2 separate regions of the Mus musculus genome follow, and region 1 is linked to region 2. A link is a contact called in public HiChIP or PLAC-seq data. All regions are on one chromosome and are shown on one strand. The core of a region is the stretch at or near the end of the contact, and the rest is flanking DNA. Distances in the headings are between cores, read along the strand shown. Region 1 overlaps Ubap1 (ubiquitin-associated protein 1). Region 2 has its middle 23 kb from the start of Gm25637.

Evidence for each region. HiChIP or PLAC-seq counts read pairs in DNA pulled down with a chosen protein or histone mark.
Region 1: an H3K27ac HiChIP or PLAC-seq map of microglia shows a contact between it and region 2, with 4 times the contacts expected there. The contact joins two enhancer-like sites. A contact is called at or near these places in 3 of 115 datasets of contacts at active chromatin or transcription factors (embryonic stem cells and microglia) and 1 of 9 other capture datasets (embryonic stem cells).

The regions. Positions count from the first base shown.
Region 1 is chr4:41,376,073-41,379,185 of GRCm38.p6, reverse strand. It overlaps Ubap1 (ubiquitin-associated protein 1), which reads right to left. Exons shown (of 7, transcript NM_023305.3): 4 at 1-239. Among named protein-coding and RNA genes, the nearest start is that of Ubap1, 29 kb to the right of the region's middle. Within about 2 kb of position 1,370, at least 63 of the 459 cell types and tissues checked have an H3K27ac peak or open chromatin away from gene starts, as enhancers often do. A contact at or near this core is called in microglia, where this site is marked.
Region 2 is chr4:41,071,810-41,075,250 of GRCm38.p6, reverse strand. No RefSeq gene overlaps it. Among named protein-coding and RNA genes, the nearest start is that of Gm25637, 23 kb to the right of the region's middle. Within about 2 kb of position 1,615, at least 38 of the 459 cell types and tissues checked have an H3K27ac peak or open chromatin away from gene starts, as enhancers often do. A contact at or near this core is called in microglia, where this site is marked.

The DNA.
Region 1 (3,113 bases), core at 121-2,620, 300 kb before region 2:
GTTGGAGTGAGGATGTTGTTGTGCTGTAAGCTGGCAAGGATGGGGTTAATAGGAGGTGGCATTGTGGCTGTATTGTGAGTCTTGGGGAAGCTCACTTTGCTGTCACCCTCTGGACCACTCTTGGAATTCACTTTAGCTTCTGCTTCCTCGGCCTTCCGCTCTGCTTCCCGCTGAGCTTCTTGGATTAGTTTAATATCTTCAGCCCACTCAATGGTTTTCTTTTCCAAGGAGAAGTCATACTGCAGAGACACAGCAGAGAGAGGAGGTGTGAGCCCAGGGGCTGCTCTCCCCTACCCAACTCAGTCCTGTGTGTGAAGTACAGCAGGCAGCACTTCAGCACACGGCTGAGCCTCACTGAGGAATACTGAGACTTCCAATGTCCAAATCCCAGGTTAGCTGTATAAACTAACTCTACACATCGGACCAAAGGGAATTTGCCACATCTTTTGCTTCTCTTCGCCTATCCCCTCCCTAATTCTACATGGCTAGAGGAAAAGGTAAGCCACACACTCAAGGAAGCCATCCTGATGACCCATCTGTTTTAAAATGTATGGCACTCACCTCTATCAGTCATCTCTGGTACATACCTGCAAGTACATGCACTTAATATGTAAACTCACACCATGTCCTGCTATTGGCAGCAGCCCCACAGGCCATCTTTGGATCTCTATTATGTAGCACAATATCCTTCAAAGATCCTATGCTCAGTAATGACAGCACCTAACCCTGAAGGAACAAGTTTAGGGGCACCATGAAAGAGCTTGCTGGGTTGCTTTGTTTGCTTGAGCAGAACCAAAGACCCGAACCCAGGGCCTTGTACATGGGAAGTGCTCTACCATAAGCCCATGAGCACCTTTCATGGGTTAACTCTACAGATTACCTAAAACCCCTTAGTAATTACCACTATCCCTACTTTACAGGGATCACGCCCACAGTCATAAGCCAGAAGTACTGGATCTGAAGCTGGCCAGCTGTGCTGTCAATCCACTATTGGGCTGTAATGAATATACTGCAGTCAGAATTCAAGGAGACAGATTACTTGGTGCCTAGTTCAGCAATACAATTGTTACAATCAGGACAAGGTTAGCATGGCCCTGCACAAGAAAGACACACTAAACTGGGCGTGGTGGCGCACGCCTTTAATCCCAGCACTCGGGGGGCAGAGGCAGGTGGATTTCTGAGTTCCAGGCCAGCCCGGTCTACAGAGTGAGTTCCAGGACAGCCAGGGCTACACAGAGAAACCCTGTCTCAAAAAACCAAAATAAAAAGAAAGACACACTAAACCATGAAGCAGCAGTCTATACTTTGCAGATGAATAATGAAGTCAGCAGGCCCTTTGTCTGTTCTTCTTTCTAAGGTATACTCTCAAAAAGTCTCCTTCCTCTACTTTCAACACAGAAAAGGGGAAGGGAAACAGAAACCAAACATGATGGCTCATGTGCAAGACAGAAAGGCAGGAGGATCATAATTTGAAGAGAGAGAAACTATCCATGAGACTGGCTGGGGTAACCACTCAGTGGCAGAAGATATGAATGTCCTGAGTAGATGACAATCTATACAATATTAACAGCACACTTTAAACAATATTCTAGTACTTGGGAGGGGGAAGCAGGAACATCAGAAGTTCAAGGGCAGCTGGGCTATAGGAAACCCTACTTAAAATAAACAAACTTCATGGTTTCTTAATAAACCCTAAAAATGTAGCCCAACTTACAAAATTCTCATTGTCATACTTTAAAAATATCTACAGCATTATAGAGAAAGAAGAAAACCAAATCCCTTGCATTCACCCTAACTGGGCAGAGCTGACAATGTATGCCTGGGTGTTCACGACGGAAGCATGGGAAAGACACAGAGTTTAAAATGCTGAGAGATCGTTCTAGAAAAGGAAGAAAGAAAACCTACCTAGACACACAGTCACTAAGAATTCCTGTCCCTACTCCTGCAGCTGTGCTCTGCAGAGGTGAAGTGGGAGGTGGTGAGGCACTATCTTCTCTGTGTACCATGAATAAAAGGGAGAGGACAGCCATAGGCAGTTAAGCGCTACAGAGCTAAATGAAGAAACCTAATGTCTGTTTAATCTTTTGACAGCATAATAGTTCCTTTTCTCATTGCTGTGAGAAATACAGAAGCAAGCCGGGCGTGGTGGTGCACGCCTTTAATCCCAGCACTCGGGAGGCAGAGGCAGGCAGATTTCTGAGTTCGAGGCCAGCCTGGTCTACAGAGTGAGTTCCAGGACAGCCAGGGCTACACAGAGAAACCCTGTCTCAAAAAATCAACAAAACAAACAAAAAACAACAACAACAAAAAAAGACAAGAAATATAGAAGTAAGTTAAGCAAGAGAGACTGTTTGGGGTCACAGTCTGAGGGCACAGGGGCAGGAGCTTCAGAAAGCTGGTCTCACGGCCTGCAGTGAGGAGGCAGAGACAAATGCCAGAATCGGTAAGCTGGACCTTTTCTGTTCAGTTCAGGACCGAGTCCATGGGATGGACTACCCACACAACCCGGGCAGGTCTTCCACCCCTATTCATTTAGATAATCCCTCACAGACATCCACAGAGACTTGTCTCTTCATTGTCACTACATCCTGTGACAATCACTATTAACAAATCACACAAGCTGGGAGTGGTGGCACACGCCTTTAATCCTAGCACTTGGGAGGCAGAGGCAGGCGGATTTCTGAGTTCAAGGCCAGCCTGGTCTACAAAGTGAGTTCGAGGACAGCCAGGGCTATACAGAGAAACTGTCTCGAAAAAACAAAAACAAAAAACAAAAAACAAAAAAACAAATTACACAGATCCTACTAAGTAGCCTAGACTATTCAAACTTACTGTGTAGTTCTGTGGTAGAGAGACAGAGAACCCGAGTACAAGATGGAGTACAGAAAAGCATTATCAACCCTTAGCCACAGCTTCCTTCTCCATAGTTTTGTTTGTCTAAAATCAACTACAATGCAAGAACAGTTGCATTCTAGAGATAAACAAATCTTAACTTTTGGGCTGGAAGATGTCTCAGTAGTTAAGAGTACTTATTACTCTTGCAGAGAACCCAACCTCTGTTCACCAGGCTGGCCTCGAACTCAGAGATCTGCCTGCTTCTGCCTCCTGAGTGC
Region 2 (3,441 bases), core at 366-2,865:
GGATCGGAGAAATCTCATCAGCTGTGACAATGAGACCCGAGCGTCGCGTTGAGCCAGCGCTTTTCTGCTCCGTCCTGTCTTAGAGAGGGGCACCGCTCCAGCCAGAGTCTCAGGGTTTCCCCAGCCTCTTGTCCGTGCACCCTCACGGTCAGCCATTCAACACATACCTTCCCTCATCTTCAAGCTGCGTCTCCCACCAGTGCTCTACCCATCCCGAATCCGTGTCTCCAGGGCCACTAGAAGTTTTTAGGACATATGTCTCCTCTTGCCACTTCCCTATTCAGAGACCTTTAATGGCTTCCCGTCATTCTCAGGAGCAAGTACAAGACAGCACATGATCCCTCTCCTTGCTGCAGCCACAGAATTTCTCGGGCCCTTCACATGTAGGAACCAGGAGACCCACCCCCTCTTTCCACACCCACCCCTTTGCCTGACTTCATCTTACCCCAGCTGTCAGAACGGATGCCCTCTCTTCTAGGAAAGTGTCCTTTATGTCCCCTACCCCCAAGTTTGGGTCAGTGCCCAACTGAAACTCCCAGAGGCCCCGTGCTTGCTGCCTGCAGTGCAACTCCTTGTTTAGGAAACAGCTTCCAAGCCGAGGTGGACCGGCTCCACACACATCCAACCCTCAGCATTTGGGAGGACGCCCACTGCTGTGGAAAGACTGGAGTAATAACCAAGAAGTGCCCTCGGGTGAGTATTGCTTGGGGCAGGGGATCCAGCTCCAGAACAAAGGCCATTCTCAGTCTGCATAAGACCCAGTGTAATCCCCAGCAGAAGAAGAACCAAAAAAGACTGTCAGGACTTTCTGAGGCGATCAGAGTCAGCACACATGGAAAGCGGACATACACGCTTCATCTTGCGAGGCTTTCTCTGTAGCTCAGCATGGCCTCACACTTGCAGTCTCTATTCCTGCTTCAGTCTTCAGAGTGAGGGGTGTACAGAGGAGACCTGCCAAGCACAACTGAGAACATTAGCATTTAAGAACTAGGTGTTGGGGGGTTGGAGAGATGGCTCCGAGGTTAAGAGCACTGACTGCTCTTCTAGAGGTCCTGAGTTCAATTCCCAGCAACCACATGGCGGCTCCTAACCATCTGTAATGGGATCTGATGCCCTCTTCTGGTGTGTCTGAAAACAGTGACAGTGTACTCATATACATAAAATAAATAAATAATTTAAAAAAAAAAACTAGGTATTCGGGGCTGGCGAGATGGCTCAGCGGTTAAAGACCACTGACTGCTCTTCCGAAGTTCAAATCCCAGAACTACATGGTGGTTCACAACCACCCGTAATGAGATCTGATGCCCTCTTCTGGTGCTTTTTGAAGACAGCTACAGTGTACTTATTTATAATAATAAATCTTTGGGCTAGAACCAGTGGGGTTGACCAGAGGGAGCAGAGGTCCTAAAATTCAATTTCCAACAATCACACGAGGCTCACAACCATCTGTACAGCTACAGTGTACTCACATACATAAAATAAATAAATCTTTAAAAAAAAAAAAAAAGAACTAGGCGTTGGTTTCTGCAGAACTGGAAGCAGAGTGCAGGCAGTGTCTGAATGTGGACAGCCGAAGGGGAAGTCAGCCTGGCGATGAGAGTCTTTCCGGCAGAGGCAGAAGTTCTGTAGAATATGACCTGGGATGGGTTCCTGCTACCAAACCTCAGAGATCAGAGCCAACTCTCAGATCCTTCCTTTGACTAATCAACTGGTGTGTGGTGAACCAGGCTTCAGGGTCCTTCACAAAACTGGCTGGCAACGGAGACAGAAGGAAGTTGCCTTCTCGGAGTCTTCTTCCTGCTGTTCTCCGATTTAAGAGAGGCATTCTACCACAGGGGATGGCCTGGGTTGGGCACATCAGGTAGCAGGACAGAAGGCAAGTCTGGACAGGTGGACAGTGGAGCCTAGGCTGTGGGGTAGGGTGTGCATGCTAGTCATAGGGAGTGGGGAGGCCGAGGTGGAACCTCAGCAAAGGTCAGGGGTTGGAGAGTGACTACTGCAGCAGACGAGCTGTCCTCATTTGGTGACTGCTTCTCTGAGAGAGAGAGAGAGAGAGAGAGAGACGCTGGGTTGGGTCACATCTTTGCCATGAGGTTGGGGAAGAGATAGAAGATGGGGAACAGGCCCCTTTGTGAGGTCATTGCTCGGGGGAAGGAAAGGCAGTCACGAAAGCAAGAGGGATTTGAGTTAGCTGACAGGAGGGTCAGGGAATAGCAGAATAGGAAGGATGAGCTACATCCTTATTTGTACTGCTCCTGAGAAGGAAAAGAGAAAGCCACAGCAGCCAGCCCCCAGAGAAAGGCTTCTGAGGCAGGGGAGATGGCTGGGGGGAAAATGGCAGCTTCAGCTAGGGTTTGGGAGACTCATAGCCAAAGAAAACACCTAGGCCATAGCTAGGTGTTCCTGAGTTGTTCCTCTATGGCATGGGTCAGATTTAGCTATGACAACCCAAATATAAAGCCTGGAGACTCCCCTATATGTGATTCTGCTGAAGTCTGGCGTTGATAGGAAACACAGCTGAGACATGAGCTGAACGGAATGAAATGAGTGTTGTCTGGTCTCAAGAGCACAGTGACACTCACTTAAGGCTGCCAATGACCTGGTGAGGCCAACCCTCCTGAAGGCCCTCACAGTAACAGGGGCGTCTGACTCTGCCTTCCCAGACGTCTGAAGCCCTGGGGAAAGCCCCCTTCATCAGACTTCTCCCATCTTACTTTTCAAATCTCAGAACCTATCTCTCTGCCCCGCAGTGCTGCCTGAGTCCATGAGAATTTACCGAGGGTCTTCTACCTGCTAAGCTCTTCCCACGCATCCTGAAATAAGAAAACTGTGGGTCCTTGTGCTCATCCCTCCTCCAAAAGAAAGCTGGCAAAATAAAAGAATGGAAATAACCCAGACTGTGGGCCACAGAGAGAAGAAAGCCCATATAGCCGCGGGAACCCACAGAGCATCACACCCAGTCCAGGGGAGGCAGGCTCTGTGGATCCTGAGTGGGAAGAGCCAGTTGGCATTTGCCAGGGAGAGCACGGTGTGCTGGAGACACGCCAGCAGGTTCAGAGGAAGCCACGTGTTAAATCTTCAAGAACTCTGCAAGGCTGCTTGTTTCGTACTTTAAGAAATTAACTTATGCAAACATATAATTAGCTAAATTATTTTTAAAACAAAGGTGATATACAGTCGCTTGCTAATTATTCCCGAATTTTGCTATTATCTGTGCTCTTCAAAGCACTGGCATCTGCTGTATCTTCAAGGGAGGTGAGCACATAATTGTGCAGGGCTGCCTCTCTCCTCCCAGCTCCCGGTTCAGTGACATCACATGGACAGAAAAGCCCACGGGGAAGCTCATTACCACACTATACGACACAGATTAACTGACTGAGTCCAGGGGTTGTCAAACCACATCTGGCAGATCAAATCCAGGCAGCAAGCCAAGAAAGGTTT